Linked DNA regions of Mus musculus: region 1 is linked to region 2. The links are chromatin contacts, called in public promoter capture Hi-C maps. All regions are on one chromosome and are shown on one strand. Each heading gives the region's core, a stretch centred on a gene start, on an enhancer-like site or on the middle of the called end of the contact. The rest is flanking DNA. Distances are from core to core; before and after follow the strand shown.

The links. Promoter capture Hi-C pulls out the DNA fragments that hold promoters and counts their contacts.
Region 1: a promoter capture Hi-C map of liver shows a contact between it and region 2, with 2.8 times the contacts expected there. The contact joins the promoter of Kcnn3 here to the promoter of Etv3l in region 2. A contact is called at or near these places in 2 of 39 promoter capture datasets (liver and pre-B cells).

What each region holds. Positions count from the first base shown.
Region 1 is chr3:89,518,911-89,521,845 of GRCm38.p6, forward strand. It overlaps Kcnn3 (potassium intermediate/small conductance calcium-activated channel, subfamily N, member 3), which reads left to right and starts at 1,254. Exons shown (of 8, transcript NM_080466.2): 1 at 1,254-2,494. The coding sequence starts at 1,559.
Region 2 is chr3:87,548,758-87,551,671 of GRCm38.p6, forward strand. It overlaps Etv3l (ets variant 3-like), which reads left to right and starts at 1,300. Exons shown (of 6, transcript NM_001370856.1): 1 at 1,300-1,478.

The DNA.
Region 1 (2,935 bases), core at 4-2,503, 2.0 Mb after region 2:
AGGAATTCATAGCACTCCCCCCCCCAATTGCTAAGGCTGTCCCAATTAAAAATGGAAATAAATTCATCTCTGGTCTTGTCCCCTTGGAGAGTCTTCTGCACACAGTGGGAGTCTAATAAATACTTTATGAGGAGGAGTCTGAACCAGGGAAGCCAGCAGCTGTTTCCAGCTCTGACTCTCAGAGACCCATGGGGCAGATCAGACATGGAGCCACTGGGATTTCCAGTCGTCCTCATCGACCCTGAGGTGACTCCAGACCCAGCTGTTCTGGAAGAGGCTGGATCCAGGTTACTAAAACATCCTGCTTTGGGGAAGTTGGCTCTTCCTTGACAGATTCTCTTTGGCCCTTTCCCATCCATCATGTGGATACTATTTATTGAACAGCCACTGTGTGTTGATCATCATGGGGGGGGGGGAGCATCTAGGCAGCGGAAGAAGAGTGGTGGACTCAGGCTGATCTCTGCTCAAATCCTAGTGCCTTTAATTACAAGCTGGGTGACAAGAGCCATATTTCTTATCTGCGTGTGAGTGGGCTTCTTTTCTTTCCTTTTTCCTTCTTTTATTTCTTTTTTTAGGATGATGACGTCACTTCATAGGGTTGATGTGAGGATTGGAAATAACAGAGGCTCCTGTACACAGCGCAGGTGCTCTGACAGTGGTAGGTAGGTGAGCTTCTCCCTGTCAGGAGTGGGTCCCTTCTGCTTCTGTCAGTTTATGCTCAATGCCTCCCGGTGTTAATTTTCTTTGTAAAATATGAGCACAGTCCCTATCCCCTTGGGCTTTTGGAAGATGTACCTGGAATCCAATGTGTAAAACAACCTGTACAGATACTGGCTATTAATCAACGTTTGTCCTCCGGTCCCGGTTTCCCCAGCATGGTGACAGCTTCCCCTTTAGGGTGCTCTCGATCCCTTCCTTTCATCGCCCCAGCGCCAACATTCAGCCGGGATTGCTGTGGGCATCAGTATCCTGACCGTACCTTTCAGAGGAAAGAAGGCAGGTGCTCAGCTTGCGGGTGGAGTGTGGAGGGGTTGGAGTGGTAGTGGTCTTGGAGCAAAAACTACAGTTCCCAGCCCTCGTTGCGCTGCCACCCGGCGAGGAGCGAAGGATGGCAGGCCCCTTCTTGGAGGCGGAGCCTGAGAGGGAGGCGGAGTTTGGAGGGGTTGGAGAGTTAAGCCAAGCCAATGAAACCGCTGGCTAATAAGTGGGCTTGGCTTGCCATATAACAGTGTCAGGAGGAGGAGAGCGAAGCTATTGAGCCAGCGAGGAGTGAAGCTGAGTCTGCTTCATACACTCCTAGAGGACCGCCTTCAGAATAGAGTTCTTTTCGCCCCTTCCTCCTTCCCCCGGCTCCTCTCCTGGCTTTTCTACCCGCCCAATACAATGCATACTCGAGTGGCAGCCCCAGAGAACTGAAGCAAACCAAAGAGAGAGGACTGGAGCCAAGACACTTCTGGTGGGGAATCTTGGATGCCTGGCTTTCTTTGAGGTCATCTTTGGAACGAGGGTGGCTTTGGGGTGGAGGGTCGTGCTGCAGGGAACTCAGCCAGGCCCCAAGATGGACACTTCTGGGCACTTCCATGACTCGGGGGTGGGGGACCTGGATGAAGACCCCAAGTGTCCCTGTCCATCTTCTGGGGACGAGCAACAGCAGCAGCAGCAACCGCCACCACCGCCAGCGCCACCAGCAGTCCCCCAGCAGCCTCCGGGACCCTTGCTGCAGCCTCAGCCTCCGCAGCCTCAGCAGCAACAGTCGCAGCAGCAGCAGCAGCAGCAGTCGCAGCAGCAGCAGCAGCAGGCTCCACTGCACCCCCTGCCTCAGCTTGCCCAACTCCAGAGCCAGCTTGTCCATCCTGGTCTGTTGCACTCTTCTCCCACGGCGTTCAGGGCCCCCACTTCAGCCAACTCTACCGCCATCCTCCACCCTTCCTCCAGGCAAGGCAGCCAGCTAAATCTCAATGACCACTTGCTTGGCCACTCTCCAAGTTCCACAGCCACAAGTGGGCCCGGTGGAGGCAGCCGGCACCGGCAGGCCAGCCCCCTGGTGCACCGGCGGGACAGCAATCCCTTCACGGAGATAGCTATGAGCTCCTGCAAATACAGCGGTGGGGTCATGAAGCCCCTCAGCCGCCTCAGCGCCTCTCGGAGAAACCTTATCGAGGCTGAGCCTGAGGGCCAACCCCTCCAGCTCTTCAGTCCCAGCAACCCCCCAGAGATTATCATCTCCTCCAGGGAGGATAACCATGCCCACCAGACTCTGCTCCATCACCCCAACGCTACCCACAACCACCAGCATGCCGGCACCACGGCCGGCAGCACCACCTTCCCCAAAGCCAACAAGCGGAAAAACCAAAACATTGGCTATAAGCTGGGACACAGGAGGGCCCTGTTTGAAAAGAGAAAGCGACTGAGTGACTATGCTCTGATTTTTGGGATGTTTGGAATTGTTGTTATGGTGATAGAGACCGAACTGTCTTGGGGTTTGTACTCAAAGGTAGGGACTGTGGTTTCTCTTTATACATTCAACAAAAGGAGTATGTAGACGAGAGAGAGAGAGAGAGAGAGAGAGAGAGAGAGAGAGAGAGAGAGATTGATTTTGAGAGATTTCCTAACTTCCCATGTTTTTCTTCCATGGTCCTGTGAGAATTCCTTTCTTGCTTCCCTTTGTGGGGACATCCCCACACACTGTGTCTAATGTGCAGACTCTGTGTTTGGGAGGATTAAAGAATCCCTTCTGAGAAATCGCTCTTTTCCTCCGGGCTCACGCGTACTAAAGCATAACCCAGCAGCTTAACGCACCAATTAATTACACTCTGCCTTGATGTGTTTGCCAGTTCCTGCTACTTCCCTCCTCGCCTCCCCTCCCTGCTCCACTCCATTCCCCCCCCCCCATAAAAAAGAAATAAATGTCTGGGTGGGGGTGGGGATCCTGTAC
Region 2 (2,914 bases), core at 50-2,549:
CAAACTCTTAAGTGAATGAGCGTAGGTGGGTGATGGCGAGCAAGGGGCAGGCCAGCCTGCTGCACTGCAGACCCAGCACCTACGACAGACAGCAGGATGCTAACTACATCTCCTCTTCCCTTCACCGTGTGTCTCCTCTTGCCCATCACTGTGCGAGGTTACCCTTCCTGCATGGCTCTGGCCTACGGAGCCCTGCCTTCACCAGGACCCTCCCTCCCTCCCTGAGGCCCAGCTCTTGTCTTCCATCAATCAGCCCCTCTCCCACCTGTCCATCACGCTAGCTTCGGTTGATTTAACCAGAAAACAAGCCCAGAATGTAATTCCGTGCCCTCCATCCCATCTCCATCAGCTCAGAAGGCAGTATGCTGAGGGGTGGGGGCATGGCCTCCCAGAGTCAGTGAAGACAGGAAAATCATACTGATACCAACAACATCCATCAGCCTTCTCCCTGCTTGGGGCTGGAAAGCTGAACACAGCCCTGACAGGCTCCAGGGTGGCTTGGTCCCAGGTATCAACCTGAGATCCTGTTCCTTAGGCATCTCAGCTAAGTTCTCATCTCCTCCCCAAGATGTCCTGGGAATTCTAGCCCTTATCTTGTTCCTCACTGAGCTGTCTGATACTCCTGTAGTCACTGTCTCCTAACTGGCTTAGTCTTTAGTTGGAAGTTCTTCCTGTTGTCTAACTTCAAGTCAAATTAGTAAGGTCTTAAAAAAATTTTTTTAATCTCTAGAACCATAAGAGAGTAAACATATTATGTGCCTTTAAATCTTTAGAAAAATGACCTTGAGTAACTATCATGTGGAAGATGGGACTCACTGGTGGAAGAATTTGCCTAGCCATGTCTCCAGTACTAAGGAGTAAGTAAAAAATAATATACTTTAAAATATATTTCATCTATATCATTTTATTCTAGCCAAAGAAGGAAAGTTACAGGTTGTGACAATCTGGCACTAGTGAGTGAGTGAGTGAGTGAGTGAGTGAGTGAGTGAGTGAGTGAGTGAGTGAGTCAGTGAGTCAGTGAGTGAGTGAGTGAGAGCGCATCTCAAGCAAAGGCTGGAGTCACGTTTAAGTCTGGGAGGTATGAGGTCAGTTTTTAGATCTGAACTCCGATCTCCACAGAATGCTACACAAGAAAGAATGGATGGCTAGACAACTCGCAGGACGTCCCAGCAGGTCAGTAACCTTGAGAAGAATTGAAAAGGAGGAAGTGTCCCTAGCAGGTACTTTAGGAGCCAGCCACCCCACAGGAAGAGCCCCTACTCTGCTGCAAGGTGGACACATGTGTGGGGTGTCTGTATAAGGCATCGAGCCGTGCCACTGGCTCTCAAAGGGTTAATGGTGCTGTCTGCAAACGACCTTGGCTCCCCTGGGAGCTTGGAGATCCCCGCTCTCATTTTAAGTAACCCTAACGCGATGAGCAAGGGCAAGGAGCGAGTCAGAAGGAACCAGACTGCGCGCAGAATTGATGATCCAAAGCGGTAAGCCATCCTGGCAGGTCTGAGACGGGGGCTCCTCTGTGCACCCGGATATGGAGCCAGTTATGGGACAGTTGGGAAGTGGGGCGGAAGGAGCTGAAGCCCACAGGTGTGGCGAGGCTTTTCTTTCTCCAGAGGAATGGCACAGAGCTGGAGTTGTGTGCTCAGGGCAGAGAGCTTTCCGGCATCTGTGGGAGGATGTCACAGGGACACTGGTTCAGTGTAGCAGGGAGTTCTTCTATGAAGGTGGGGCCAGTATCTACTATCTGGAACAGACAAGACTCTGGGGTGAATGATGAGCAAATAACCAAGCTCTCAGCCAACTTCTCATCCTGCTAGCCTTGTGGGTCCTTAGGAGCCATGCCCCTGCCCAGGCTCATTGCTCCAGGGCACGGGTTGGGGTGGGGGTGGGGGTTTCGGGGGACGACGATAGTCGGGTCGGTCGGGGGTAAAAGGCCAGTTGTTGAGGCTGACTGGGGAGCAGATGGAGGCAGCCGAGTTGGGGAGCATCACGGAGTGGGTGGAGACAGGACAGAGAATTCCTCCTGAGCCTGGCAGGATGAACTAAAGGGATGCATGCCTCTGGTGGGGCAAGAGGGTTCTGCTCCATCCACCTGCCCCTCTTCCTTTCTCACACCGTTTCCCAAAGTACTAGGGCCAAGAATCCTGACGTATGAGAGCCCTTATGGTAGTGAGCACAGATGCAGGCTAGAGAGGCAGGTGCGATGCCAAGAGAAAGTTTCAAACTCTCTCCAAGCCCTGGGTCAGGGTCGGGGTGGAGGGGGTTTGATCTCTCTGGCTTTGTCAAAGGACAGTGGAGCCTCCTGGGCATAGAGACTCAAGCACAGAATCAGCTGAGAGAGCTTCAGACTTGATAGAAAGTGAAGGGCTCAGGTCTAGCCTGGAGGTCTGGGCTAGATGTAGACACGGGATTGGTTTTTATGGACGGAGGCCTTGGATGCTGGGATGCAGGGTTGCGGGCTACCTCTGCTTGCTGCCGGGTTTTCCGGCTGATCTAACGCCCTGCCCTGGGCAGTGATGAGCTCACCCAGCTCAACTGTTTGCTGGAACTTTCATCTCCTGCCTGCCTTGCCCTGCTGCCCCCTTAGTGCCTGCTGCACGGGATTTCTTGTTCCTGGTGGGGAGACTAAGGGCCGGGGTGGGATGTTCGGGAGGCTTCCCTAAGGAACATTGGATAAGAATATGATGAATGAGACCAGCACTGTGGGAAGAGAGTGGGCACCAGAGGCAGTTGTGGAAAGGGAGCAGCCCAGGGTAGGGGGAGACAGAAAAGGGCGGGCAAGAGGCAAAAGTGGCAAAGCCCGCCACACAGAACAGGGCTGGATGATCGGTGGTGAGACTGAGACCAGGAGAGACCAGCCACCCAGACAGGGAGCAGGGGTGAACAGAGACCGCACAGAGCTGAGGAGGGAGCACAG